3 separate regions of the Mus musculus genome follow, and regions 1 and 3 are each linked to region 2. The links are chromatin contacts, called in public HiChIP or PLAC-seq maps. All regions are on one chromosome and are shown on one strand. The core of a region is the stretch at or near the end of the contact, and the rest is flanking DNA. Distances in the headings are between cores, read along the strand shown.

Region 1 (4,866 bases), core at 1,144-3,643, 580 kb before region 2:
ACTTTTTGCTACTCATACACAGTAGCAAAGTGTATATATAGAGTGCCCTAGGTTGCCCGGTAGGGCTAAGGAGGCAGTGCCCTGCCATTCTTCCCTTCACACTGGCCAGGCTCAATTCTGTCAGCTTTGTCTGGGAGCAGCAACCCCAGACTCAGCCTGCTGGCGTGTCCCTTTGAGGAGCAGCATTCTTGTGAGATCTTCCCTACAGTTTTGGGGTGTAGAGCAGGGGTCTCTTTGGTACCCAGGGGTGCTGGAGTGCAGAGACTGAAGAGACCAGGCTACACCCTTGGAGAACATGACATCAAGTTTGAGAAACTTGAGCAGCACCCAGGGAATCATAAATTCTGGTAGATAGGCTGTGAGTGGTGTCAGAGGTCCGATGTCTAGGGAGCAGAGGGCATGAATGATGGGGAGCAGGGGGCCTCTGCAGGCTGAGTCAGAGTGAGTTGCCCTGACAGGTGCAAGGGGCAGGGGTGGTGGGGTTCATCTTTGAACTGTATGTTCCCTTCCCCTGACCTGTGCATGGAGGGAGATGGGAGCTGCCTGGAGCCTATGGGAGGCCCAGTACCTGATGGTGACTGAATAAGGGCTTACAGAGGCTTATGGAGAAAGGCTGCTTCCACTTCAAAGAGCCCTTGCAAAGCAGCTCGGTGAAGAGAGGGGAATTTTCCTAGACAATGCCCCTGGGCTTCCGCTAGTGCTTAGCCCAGAGATTGCTGGAGGGTGGGGTTTACAGATCCCAAAATGTGCACAAGGATTTTAGGTGGAACTCAGCCAAGATGCTGGAAGTGTGTCAGACTCCAGGTCCTTAGAAACCTAAGGCATCTGCTGTTCCCCTGAAAGGAGCCCAGACCACACCCTGCCCCAGCCCTTCCCTCCCTGTTCTGTGTAAATCCTGGATAGAGGTATTCCCTTCTTCCTCTTTCCTGGGTGGTTCCCTCAACTATAAAACAAGGATTTTTAGGAAGTGGGGTAAAAAGAGCAGGAATCCAAGGCAACCCTTAACTACATATAAAGTTCCAGGCCAGCCTGGGCTACCTGTTTTAAAAACCAACCAAGCAATCCACAAGCAGGAATTCATTCAGATGATCTCTAAAGACATTTTTGAACAGTCGGGTGTGTGTGTGTGTGTGTGTGTGTGTGTGTGTGTGTGTGCGCACACACACACACACACACATCGGTCAATGTAGGCTTGGTAAACTTCCAGTGTCTTCATATTTTCATTTATTAAAGATTTTGTTTATATATATAATATATAGAGAGATAGAGCAATCCTCCTGTTTGTCTCCCACTAAGCTAGAGTTATAGGTGTGCATTCATGTCCAGTTTTTAACAGGGATGCTAGGGACTTGAACTCTGGTCCTCATGCTTGCTAAGCTGTTGGAGAGCGACAGCTTCCTTTTGAGATACTGTCTCACTGAGTTGCCCAAACTGGTCTTAAACTGGCTCTGTAACCTAGTCAGGCATTCCTCAGAATCCTAAATAGCTGGGATTGCAGGAATGTAGCAATAGGTGGGGGCTCTAGGTGGGGGGAGGGGGTAACACAGAGTGGGAGTTTATGGTGTTCTGGGAAGGTCTATTTGAGAAGCTGATCTGATCTGGTCTTGCAGGATGAAGAAGCCTAACCTAGTAATGAGGCACAGAGGAATGGCACCTGCAAAGGCCCTGAGGCCAGTGCATACTTTGTATCTTTAGGAAACAAAGGGCCAGGGTAGGGGAAGAGAAAACAAGGGTAATTGGACAGAAGTCAGCAGGGGGCTGGGGTGGGGTGGGGTGGGGACAGATACTCAGGGCTAAGATTAAGAGCTCAATTCTTCCTCATGGGGCTAGTTCCCAGATTCCAATGGCATTATCTACCCTTGGGAGTCTCTGGTGACCTAGGGCTGGTCATTTCCCTTCCATGGATTTGTTTTCCTTTAAGGTAGATTGATCCAGTTATAATGTGCCAAGCTGGGCCCAGGGAGAATGCTAGGAGACTTGACTCTAGACGTCCACCCATTAAATAAATAAATAAATGCCCACCGCCATATGGCGCTGGAAACCTTTGGAAGCTGTCAGTGACACTTGCTCGCGTGTTCATACTTGAGTGAAGTCCTTCTTGACCCCACTCTTGTCCCCAGGGTGGATGCTCCACCAGGGCTGGTTTGCTGGGCTGAGCTGGCCTTACTTCATGTGCTTTTCGTAGGTCTCCTTCCAGGAGGAGGAAAAAGAGGAGGTCTGGGGAAGCTGGAGACAGGGGCTCTGGCCCTGAGGCTGTGTGGCCGAGGAGAGGGCCCTGTGAAGGTGTCATTTTTTATGAATGATTTCCTGACAGGACTGACTAAGACTCAGCCAGAGCTACAAGGGCTGGGGCGCAGGCCTCTTTTCCGGAGCCTAATCTGCCCAGGGCAGGCAGCTGGCTCCAGAGACGGAAAGGCCTGCACAGCTCAGAACTCTGCGGTTTGGGACATCGGTGGTCTTTGTCGGTTTTTCTCCTCCCAGCTTCTCTTAGCTTATGGTGGCAGTGGGGGAGGAGCAGCCCCACTGGGCTTCTCCTCCTCTGTCTTTGTCTCCAGGCTCCCTCCTTCTTAGAAGGCCGCTGTCAGCAGCTTTTGGCACCGCTGCCTGCCTGGAGCCTGCCATGCCTCCAGCAGAGGTGTCCGGGGAGGGGGAGTAACACTCTTCCACAGCGGCCTCTGCAGCCAGGCCTAGGAGCTAGAACATAGGGTGGGAGCAGGGTGGGGGCTGAGCTCCTAGGAAAGCAGGAGGGAGAGATAGGCAACGATTCTGCCTTCTCCACCCACGTACCAGACCCCAGCTCTTCCCCCTGGTTTATTCTATCACTGAATCTAGGAATATTCAAAGAAATATCCAAAGTTCTGAGAAATCGTTCCTGGGAGAAACCCTGTGCTTGTGGCTACAGTGGTAGGGTTTTCAGATCCATCTCAAAGCCTGGGCAGAGCCCACAGTGGCTCATGCAGGAAGTAGAGGCAGGAGGGGCACTTAGTGAGTTCTAGGATAGCCAGGGTTATAGAAGCTATAGTGTGAGACCCTATCTCAAAAAAACAAAACAAAACAAAAAAACAAAAAAAACCTAAGCCCGTGTGGTGGTGTGTCTCAGTCTGAGCGCTTGGAAGACAGAGGGAGGTGCATCTCTGAGCTTGAGGCTAGCCTGGTCTACATAGAGAGCTCCAAACCAGTCAAAGTAACAAAATGAAACTGTCTCAACAATGACAACAACAAACAAACAAGCACTAGAATAAAAAGAAGCCAGCATGGTGTCATGTGCCCGTCATCCTACCACTTGGAAGGAGAGAAGCCAGTGCAGGAAAATTAGGGATCCAAGACTAGCCTCAGCTACAGTGAATTTGAGGCCAGCCTGGGCTCCATAAGTCCTGTGTCAAGTAAGGAGAAACAGAGGCTGAGCTAGAGAGAGAGGCAGCTAAGGGGAGTCAGGGCTCCGGAGGTCCCCGCTAGGGTAAGGGGTCTTTCCTTCTGCATGAGTTCAGGAAGCTTTGAGAAGGTCAGCCACCTACTTGCCAGAAGTAGGGCTTCTTCCTCAGTCTACCCTTTATTCACTCTGTGGCCTGCCTCACTGGGCTCCGTAAGGGCGCTGAGATGAGCCCAGGAAGGCCAGCCCCTGCTTAGCTTTGCCCCTGCCCTCCAGCACAGGCCTCAGAGAGCAGAGACAAAGACCTTAGGGGCTGCTGAGGTGATGGTGACTGCCGGCTCCGAGACTCATAATGGCAGGGGTCACTGGGCTCCAGCCCCCTCTAGCGGTCAGCAGTGGCGATGAATTCAGAGTGGAGTGGGGAGGAGTCTCTGGCGCAGGCCTCCTCCCACCGCCTTGTCAGCAGGCCAAGCCTTGGAATTTTGTGCCAAGTCTCTGGAAAGAGGCCTGTCCTGCCAGCCAAGGGACAGAAAAACAAGATGAAAGGTTCCAGGAGTGGCAGTAGTGGTGCATGCCTGTAATCCTGACCCTTGGGATGTGTAGAGAAGACGACTGGGGATTCAAGGCCAGCTTTGCAAATCTGAGGCCAGGTTGGGCAACATGAAATCCTGTCTGGATAGATAGATAGATAGATAGATAGATAGATAGATAGATAGATAGATAGATAGATAGATAGATAGATAGATAGATAGACCTAAAAAAAAATACACAGGCCTGGAAGCTGGCCCCAGTCTTTCCTTGGGGACTACCTTTGAATCAGTGTGCCAACTCCTCTCTCCGGCCCTACTCATGCTGACCAGGAGCCAGGCAGGGGTGACTACTTCCATGAGTGTAGACCTTGGCTGGAGGAGTGAGTCCGCAGAAGCACGTGCGTCTGTTGGGACTCAGTCCGCTGCCCTTCTGGATAGCCAGCACGGCTGGGGGTGGCAACTGATGTCACTGCACTTTTCCCTGTTCAGCCTCCTTTGCGTTGTGACAGATACTGACCTCCCCATGGAGGTCACCATCTCTTTGTTTCGCCCACAGTGCTCTGGTGGGGACTTCTGTCCCTGTACTTAATTCTTCAACACGCCTGCTTCCCTAACTAGGCATTCCATTTCCTAGGGTTTGGGTCTATTGAGCCCCATAGCTGACACCCGTTTCTTGTGAAAAGATCTTTCCTGAGGAGGGAGAGGGGGAAGTGAGGTCCCTCTCCCTACCCTTTACTGGGCACTTTTTTGTTTTTATTAGGTATTTTCCTCATTTACATTTCCAATGCTATCCCAAAGTCCCCCATACCCTCCCACCGACCCACCCCCTGGGCACTTATTTTTATGGTATTAGTTACTGAACCCAAGGTTGCTCGCTGCTCCCTCCCCACCCCACCCCCCTTTTTGGAGACAGGGTTTCTCTGTGTAGCCCTGGCTATCCTGGAACTCACTCTGTAGACCAGGCTG
Region 2 (4,349 bases), core at 1,614-4,113:
CTCATCTGCCAAATGAAAATTATAATACTAAGCACAGGATGGAATTATTAGAGAAGACACAGGAGAGAATGAAGGTTTAAAAAAAAGGGAAGGGGGCAACCAGTAGGCTTGGCAGAAATCAAGGACTTAATAAAATAATTACAATAGCCTTGTAAATTAGGGTTCGAGTGCCTAAGTAAATGTTTAAAAGAAATGCAATTGAGAGGAAGAATTAAAAAATAAACTCTAACATCTAAGATTTTTACAGGCCTGATAGTATTACAGTCGATTGTTTTGTTTTGTTTTGTTTTGTTTTGTTTTGTTTCTCCCAGAGAGATTCTGAGTTTTAGAAATGCCATGCAGTGGACACAAACGGCCTCCCCAAGTTAGGTTCCCCCTTCTCATTGACTGTTTTCCCTTCCAAGTCATCTCATCCCAGCTCTCACTTTCCCAGTGTAGAACAGTGAAAATATCGGGGAGAGTTATTTGTATTGGGAACCATGGAGTTCAATGGGCCTTCAACCATTTCCAGCCACTCCCCCCCACCCTCCGCCCATCTAGTTCAGTTCTTCTCCCTATTGGAGGGAAACTCAATTTCTGTTCAAGAAAGAAGATTACTATTAGCTTCGTGTATGTGGATTCTGAATGGGGAGGAAGGCAGCCTGTGAGTTGTGGGGCAGCTGGCCCACTTTAGGCTAAAGGGAAAGGGGGATGAAGCTTTGGCTACCCAGAATAGGAAGTTACCATTTCAGAATCTAAAAATAACTCACCATCTGTCCACTTGGGCACAGAATGATAAATGCAGATTAGTTCCTGGATGTAGACATGAATATTTTTGTGTGTCAAGCTAATAATAATAAGACCATGGATAGTGTTTTCCTCTTCCCCTTACTCTGGGGCAACAGAAGTAGAATACACATCATCTTGGCTGGGGAAGATGGGGAAACTAAGGCAGAGAGAGAGCCAACAGAATAACAAGGGTGACACAGAGCAAGTGAGCAGCTGGGGCAAACACCAGGGGTCCAGTGTCCAATGCTCAGCTCAGAACAAAGTCTTCTGACTTAGGCAGAATCCATTCAAATGCAACAGAGTAAATAACCATCTTCTATATCTGAAGAGTGGCTTTCCCTGTGCTTTCCACACCTCCGTTATAATCGCGGTAATCCCTGACATTCCCAAAATATGTTCCAGTCTCCAGAGTCCCCACACAGACCTCCTCTTGCCTGCTCATCCCAACATGTTTAAAAAAAAAACAAAACAAAACAGTAAGCCAGCAAGATGAGAAGAGCAGAGATTCCTCTCATTTCACAGGTGAGAGAACAGACTTGGAGGGAGGAGGAGGTGTGCCTAAGATCACACAGTAAGCAAACCCATTTTGTCACCGCAGAGTACAGCCCAAGGAACTAGAGTAATCCTGATTTGAGAGGAGCTGTGGTTTAGAATTCCCCCTCTCTCCAATTACCTCAGCCCAGCAGGCACCCTACTTGCTGGCAAAGGATGAAGCCTGCAAGTGAACAGTTTGAATGAAGCCTCAGCATCCGGTCTGAAGACTAAGGGTCAGCCAGTAGCCATCTAGTGTCAGAGTCAAGATTCCAAATCTCCTTGGTCCCTTTTGGGGGATGGGACGGCACTGTGGAGCTCCTTAGGAAGTAGGAGCTAACCAGTGCTGAATTGGGTTCACCCCAGGCCCTTTCTCTACAAAACCAGAAAGTTTGGGCGGGATAGTCATTTAGCTGCCTTTTCCAGGATGTTGGGGTGGGCTGCAATTCTAAACTGAGTGCCTGTGAGTGGTAGGGAGGACTTCTGAGTGGTTTCCTAAGTCGAGGCTTGGTACCTGGACATGGGGGAAGGGTCAGGACTGGAAGGATCGCTGTGGTCCTGTTCCAAGTGTCCCCTTGTTCTCTGCATACATCACTCAGAATCTCTGACCCCATCTTGCCCCATTAGCCAGATCAAAGCTATGGTTCCAACAGAGTTTTGCAGAGGTGAGGAGCTGACTGCAAAGAAATGAGAGCGGCAATGGAGTGGGTCGGGGTGAGGGTCAGGACAGGAGCAGGGCGGGCTAGAAAGGCCAGAGCAGATCTGGGGCGGCATCCCACTCCCAGACTCAAGCTTCCTTCACCTGCTCTTTTCCTACCTCCAGACCTGGCCGAGTTGCAGGAGGTGAACGAGGGTCTGCAGTAGCCAGACGCAGAGGCGGCAGCAGCGGCGGCGGTAGGTGCCGGCCGAGGATGGTGCGGGCCGGGGGACCAGCTCCGCGCTACCTTCTTTGGTCCGGAAGGCGACAGCACTGTCCTTGGTGCTGATGGCGGCTCCGACTATGTCGCTGTCCTTGGTGCTGACGGCGGGTCCCGGGGTCCCCGCGGGCTCCGAGTAGTCGTAGACGAACCAGCGGAAGCTGAGCAGCTGCACGACCAGTGAGGGCAGCAGCACGAAGAGCAGGGTGAGGCCGAAGTAGGTGCTCTGACCCTGCAGGTAGTAGGAGGCCGCCAGCCACAGGTCGGTGGCGCCGTCGGAGAAGAACACGAGCAGCGCGCACAGCACCCAGCAGCAGTCCCGCAGCTCGTAGCGTGGCCCCGGGCACCCCGCCTCCACCGGTCCCGGGCCCGCGATCCCCGCCGCAGCCTCCCCGCGCCCTCCCGCCCCGCCCCGATCTGCTCCCGCCGGCCCCTCGGGCCCCGGGCCGGCCACGGCCGCCGCTCCATCCGACTTCGCGGCCATGTTGGCGGAGCAGGAGGCGGGGAGCGACTTCCGGGCGGCGGAGCGGGTGGGGTGCGGAGTGGGGAGGACCCTGCGCGGGCGGCTCCCGCCTCCCGCTCTTCCTCCGCCGCTCCTCTTCCTCCTCCCCTCTACCTCAATTATTCATCCTTGCCGGCGCCGCCCCGCCCGGGCTCCGGCCTGGATGTGGGCCGCCCCCTGGGAAGGGAGGGGGCCGGGGTGGGGAGAGCATCCCAGGTCACCCTCGCATGGCTTCCTCGGAGGCGTGGGGCCCAACCACATGCTTTCTGCCTCTGGCCTCCCCCTTTGACTGCCCCCGCCCTATCCTCTCCTTTTCCATTGATCTCCTGTGGTACCTCCGGTGGTTTGGGTCTTGCAATGTCCCAGGAGGGTGGGAGGCCGAGGTCTGAGAATAAAAGGACAGGGGTGGGGGCAGCTGCTTGGGCACCTGCCATAACCCGTTAGCAGTCACTCCTTCCAACGCCACTTCCTAGTTCCCCCGTGTTCACTTATTGTTTCATCCCCTCCTTTGATCTTGAGAGATCTCTTTTCTCATTGTCTTTTTCAAGCTGAGAAACTGCGGTTCTCTGAGTTGCGGTCTCTCGGTCTCTCGATCACCTTTCTTTTAGGAACCGCGTTCATCTGGCCACTAGCCTGATTAGGCAAGGCAGAGGAAAGGGATGGGAGGGAACCCCTTGGGAAGGAAAGAGCAAGTGCAAACAGCTACTCCCATCACCACTGGAGGCCACATTTTCTAGGATGTCCGGAAGAGGGGGTGGGGGTGCAGAACGATAAAACTGGCGATTTCCGATGGATTGGACCCTGAAGGGCCAGAAGGTGACAACGGGGGCACCTGCTGCAGAATGTCAGCTGAGGAGTTAGGTGGCTAGGTCAGGATTTAGCAAGAAGACTTGGCAGCCAAAGTGGAGCAGGGATCACAAAGCAGCAGCCTGGAACTGGAGAGAACAGAGGAACATTATAAACACAGTCCATGAGAGGAGCTAGGGGTCTCTCATGTGCCTGAGTACTCCCACACAACTACACCTTGGCTTGGATGGGATATCCTAGGACACTGAACCATTTCTTTGTCATTATTCTAAGCAATGAGGAATCGCTAATCATTTTAGTCTCACAATTTATATGGTCTATATTGTTCTGCCCATTCTATAGATGAGAAAACATAGAGTCAAAAGATACATTTAGTGGCTTAAAATCACATAGTGTTAGAAACAAATTCAAACGTGGCTCTCGAATAGGCTTTGAAAACTCAAGGGAGTGAGGAAGAGTGAGGAGGGGAGGAAGTGAGGTGGAAGGACCACCCTGCCTCAGAGTGACAGGGAAGATAGAAGAGACAGCTGCCCTGGGCTGGGTGGAGCAGCCATCTGCTGTCCTGCAGCCTGGCTTCCCTTTCGTGTCCAGGGACCGTTTTGGTCTCAGTGATGCTTGGGAGGTTGGGGTACCAGCTGTTGCCTAAAGCTAAAAGCAGAGGGGAGGTGTTAAGGGCTAAGGGAGTTTTCCAAGGTGGATTGGAGGCCAGCAGCCCATGTTTAGGCTGTCAGGAGGCTAGAGGTTTCAGTCAGAAAGACTCATCACTCCTAAAGAAGCCAATCTAATATATATAGAACCTTAAGTGGGGTCAGAGAGTCGGCCTG
Region 3 (4,287 bases), core at 840-3,339, 530 kb before region 2:
AATAGACCTTATACTAGATGGCTAGCTGACCTTAGCCAGGGTCAGCAGGACTCCACCACCCAGTGTCTGCTATCCAGAAGCTGAGAAACAGCAGCCTGCTTTGGGTCTAGGGCTGGCCATAGCCTTAGCTTCTGATCTATAAGATAGAAGAACTGGCGATCTGACTTGACAATTCCCAAGGGCCTTGTCTGTTTCCTCCGTGCCTGCCCTCTGGCTTGTATTCCCAGTTGGCATAGTGCTAAAGGGTGTGGGGCCCGATTTTGAGTTTTGAGTTTTTTGGTTTTTTTAAAGACTTATTTTATTTATTATTTGTAAGTACACTGTAGCTGTCTTCAGACACTCCAGAAGAGGGCATCAGATCTCATTACGGATGGTTGTGAGCCACCATGTGGTTGCTGGGATTTGAACTCAGAACCTTTGGAAGAGCAGTCAGTGCTCTTAACCACTGAGCCATCTCTCCAGCCTGAGTTTTGAGTTTTATGTTCTCCTCTTTTGCTACCCCAGTGATGGGCGCTTGACGCCCATCCCTCTCCTCTCTCCTCTTCTGGATAAATCTCTTCACCTCAACAAGCCTCAGTTTCCCAGTCTGGGAGTGACACTTCCCTCCTTCTGTCCCAGTGTCCAGCTAGTGGAAGGCAGCCTGAGCTGTGGAATGGGAAAGTCATTGGGGGAGATTGATTGCTGTGACTGCAAGTGTGACAGACACCTAAAGAACATCAAAACTGAGATGCCCCTATGACAAAGACTGGGGCCCTAGCCATTTTCGCCACTGAATGGACAGTTGCCCTAGGTTTGTCTGTGCACCAGCCTGAGCTCTCCTTCAGCAGATGTCCCCCTGAGGGGCCCTGGACTGTCTTAGTTAGGGTTTTTGTTTTGCTGTGAAACACATGACTAGAAGCAACGTGCGGAGGAGAGGGTTTGTGTTGCCTCACAGATTATAGTCCATCATTGAGGGAAGTCAGGGCAGGAAGTTAGGGTGGAAACTGGAGGCCAGGACTGGAGCAGAAGCCACGGAGGAGTGCTGCTTAATGGCTTACTCCTCAGGCTCACTCAGCCTGCTTTCTTTTAACCCAGGGCCACCTGCCTGGGTGTAGCACTACTCACAATAAAGCAGGCTCCCTCGCACAATCATCTTCAAGAAAATGTCCCACAAGGCGATCTGGTGGCAGCATTTCCTCCACTGAGGTTCCCTCTTCCCAAACGACTCTAGCTTGGGTCAAGTTGACACAAAACTAGGTGGCATTGTGACCGCGGAGGGGGATGGGAGGGCACGCAGCCTCTCGCCCCTACGTCCTGTTTCCTCCTCCTCCTCCTCCTCCTCTTCCTCCTCCTCCTCCTCCTCCTCCTCCTCCTCCTCCTCCTCCTCCTCCTCCTCCTCTTCTTCTTCTTCTTCTTCTTCTTCTTCTTCTTCTTCTTCTTCTTCTTCTTCTTCTTCTTCTTTCTCTATGACCCACTACCCTGCCCTGCCACCTGCCCTACTTCCCCTGGGACTGCTCCTGTCTCAGGAACTCCTAGATACTAGGATCCGGGCACACCTCCTCTGCCAAGCACCCTCCAAGGTCAGCGGTGCAGAGCACAGTGAGGCCAAGGGGAAGAAAAGCAGTGTCCTTGTGCTCTGCAGCCTTCTGTCCCAGCTACTGTCCCAGAGCCTTGTGCCGCTGTGGTACACCCCACGCTCTTATCACAGGAAACCATCCCAGGGTCTCTTCCCTTAGGCCATTCTGTCCTTCCCTCTACTCTGACCTGTCCTTTTGCTTCTGGCAAGCCTTCTGCGGCACTGCTCCCCCTCCCCCTTTCCTGCTGTCCCCAGACTGGGTGAGGAGACCTCCCCTTCTCTTTAAGAGGGAATTTCTTAATCATATCTGTGCAGGACTGGAGGGGATTGTGTGAAAGGCAAGAGCCCCCACCCCCCAGCTTCCCATGTGCACCAAGCCCAGCTGGGTGCCTGGCGCCCTCTGCGCTCCTGAGATGGGTCTGGGGTAGCTGAATGGATATCCCTCACTACCCTCCACATGGCCACCCAGGGCAGTTAGGAGTCTGTGTGACTTCAAGCACAGCCAGACTGAGCTATATTTAGACACCAGGGCCAGGGCGAGCTTCTGGGGCGGAGGAGGTGGCAGAGCCCTGCAGTGGGGCCCCAGGGGACTCCTCGTGCAGTGGGACAGTCGCTGTGTGAGAGGCCAGAGTCATTACACTCCCACAGGCTCCCCTACCCAGGAAAGGCAGGGACAGCTTCCCTTCGCCCCTGGAGGCTTTCAGGCTGGCTTCATATGCAGCTGGAAAAATAAGAGCCAGTCTGGTTGGTCAGCTCTGAGGCTGGGCTAGGCTGAGGGCAGGAGTTTGGGGGCTCCTTCGGTCGGTTCCTGTTCTGTCGGCTTGTCTTCCCTCCTTTCCTCTTCAGTGGGCACCTAGCCAGGCTAGCTGGGTGTGGCCAGTGGGGAGCCCAGGAGGGGCTGTCCTAGCCTTGGCCACCAGCTAGCTACCCAGCTCTGGGGCGGGCAGGAGGCAGGATGGATGTTCGCAATAATTACCCAGCTGCAGCTTCCTCAGAGCGGCAGCCATAGCAACGGGGCTGGCGCCCCAGCCGCGGCCAAGGGGCAGGGGGAGACATGGGCGCCTTGGGAAGGTCGGGGCGGGTGGCATGAGCCCTAGGCACAGCCCCCAGCTCCCTCTGTTGGCACTCTCACAGGCTCATTCGTCTCTGGGGGCAGGGGAGGAGGCTTTGTCAGCACCAGGAGGCTGGCACAGCCCAGGGGAGTCTCAGGGGAAGCACCATTCCCCTTGCCAGGTGGGACGGTGATAGCAGGTATGGGGGCGGGCGGGTGTGCCCAGACTTCCAGTACTTAGGGCTCAACTGGGCCCGTGCATGTCCCTCTCTTCAGCTGCTAGCCACAGACCCAGGACACCAAATCTAACTACCAACAATGCCAACCCTCTCCAGGAGTGCTACACGCTGTGGTTGCTGGAGCTCCCTTAGGAACGATGTTTATGGCTCAGTCACCCAGGTCCTCTCAAAGAGGCACCACGCTGCCACTGCCTTTAGCAGGATTGGCTCTGTTTGTTTTTCTGTTTTTGTTTTTGTTTCGCCTGTGAGGGGAGGGGCCTTGAGACCACCAAATCACCTTACCCATCCTATTGTAGGAGGTCCAGCCTTCCTTCTTCCCTCTTGTGGAAGCTGTATTAGTGAGGATTGTTTATGTTCATTTTGTAGGCAGGAGAATTGAGGCCAGAGAGATACGAGACTTGTCTAAGTTCACACAGCAAAAAAGCTGTGTGGACTCTTGTCATTGTCTCAACAGTGCTATGGAGTCCCGTTTACCACTCCAAGCTATCTGGCCGTGCTGTTCAATGGTTAGCCAGGAGTTCGGCCTCTGACCTCAGGGGGTTGAGTCAGTTTTTCTGCTCTTTGATTTTCTTCTTTGAAAGCCTAGGATGTAGCACGATGTGTTCCTGTAGACAGTGCAGGGTTTAAAGAAAGCAGAGCGGAGAGTGTGTGTGGCACCTGGCTCGTGGGAAGTGTGAGCCAGTGTTACAGTTAGAAACGGTGTCTTTTCATATTGTTGTTACAACAGGGGGAGGCAGGCAGACCTTGATGTTTACCAAGGCCCCTTTGGCTCTGCTGGGCCCCCCTAAGGTTTTTCTGGGCTCATGCCAGCTGGGCTGGGCAGGCTCTGGGATGTGGGAATTCACAGCCCAGTGAGGAGGTGGGTGCAAATAGGCTAATCCCTGGAGTCCCAAGACTCCGGAGTCCCCACCAGTCTGAGGCATAGACTGGGAAGAGAAGAAAGAGGTGAGAAAGGCCTGAGATGGAGCCCTGTGTGGGGCAGGGCCCAGGCAGTCACAGGGATTAATGACACCTCCTGTAGGGGAGAGAGGACACTGGGAAAGTCAGGAGAACATCCTAGACTAGAGAGTCACTGGAGGATCTGAGGAGCGGACAGGATTTGGGGACATGAGGGGACTCAGCTTGGACTGGGTTCCTGGGTCATCAAGACCCTGAGTTCTACAGTGAGCCTCTGAAGGGCACCTAGCTCTGTCCTCTTGGTGTTTGTCAACTTGATACAAACTGGAGTTATTTGTAAAGAGGGAGCTCAACTGAGACAATGCCTTCACCAGACTGGCCTGCCAGCAGTCTGATGCAATCCTACAGGACATTAATTAATGATTGATGTGGACAATCCCATCCCCGGGCAGGTGGTCCTGAGGTGTGCAAGAAAACAGGCCAAGAAAGCCACGGGGAGTAAGCCACAAGCAGCACACACACACACACACACACACACACACACA

The links. HiChIP or PLAC-seq counts read pairs in DNA pulled down with a chosen protein or histone mark.
Region 1: an H3K4me3 HiChIP or PLAC-seq map of embryonic stem cells shows a contact between it and region 2, with 7 read pairs. The contact joins the enhancer-like site here to the promoter of Xkr7 in region 2. A contact is called at or near these places in 5 of 39 promoter capture datasets (the C10 cell line, hippocampal neurons, liver and 1 more) and 1 of 115 datasets of contacts at active chromatin or transcription factors (embryonic stem cells).
Region 3: an H3K27ac HiChIP or PLAC-seq map of large pre-B cells shows a contact between it and region 2, with 2.7 times the contacts expected there. The contact joins the enhancer-like site here to the promoter of Xkr7 in region 2. A contact is called at or near these places in 5 of 39 promoter capture datasets (the 3T3-L1 cell line, the C10 cell line, hippocampal neurons and 2 more), 1 of 484 Hi-C or Micro-C datasets (B cells) and 1 of 115 datasets of contacts at active chromatin or transcription factors (large pre-B cells).

Annotation. Positions count from the first base shown.
Region 1 is chr2:153,608,663-153,613,528 of GRCm38.p6, reverse strand. No RefSeq gene overlaps it. Among named protein-coding and RNA genes, the nearest start is that of Commd7, 22 kb to the left of the region's middle. Within about 2 kb of position 2,393, at least 131 of the 459 cell types and tissues checked have an H3K27ac peak or open chromatin away from gene starts, as enhancers often do. A contact at or near this core is called in embryonic stem cells, where this site is marked.
Region 2 is chr2:153,030,366-153,034,714 of GRCm38.p6, reverse strand. It overlaps Xkr7 (X-linked Kx blood group related 7), which reads right to left and starts at 2,863. Exons shown (of 3, transcript NM_001011732.1): 1 at 2,117-2,863. The coding sequence starts at 2,700.
Region 3 is chr2:153,559,168-153,563,454 of GRCm38.p6, reverse strand. No RefSeq gene overlaps it. Among named protein-coding and RNA genes, the nearest start is that of Nol4l, 31 kb to the right of the region's middle. Within about 2 kb of position 2,089, at least 171 of the 459 cell types and tissues checked have an H3K27ac peak or open chromatin away from gene starts, as enhancers often do. A contact at or near this core is called in B cells, hippocampal neurons and pre-B cells, where this site is marked.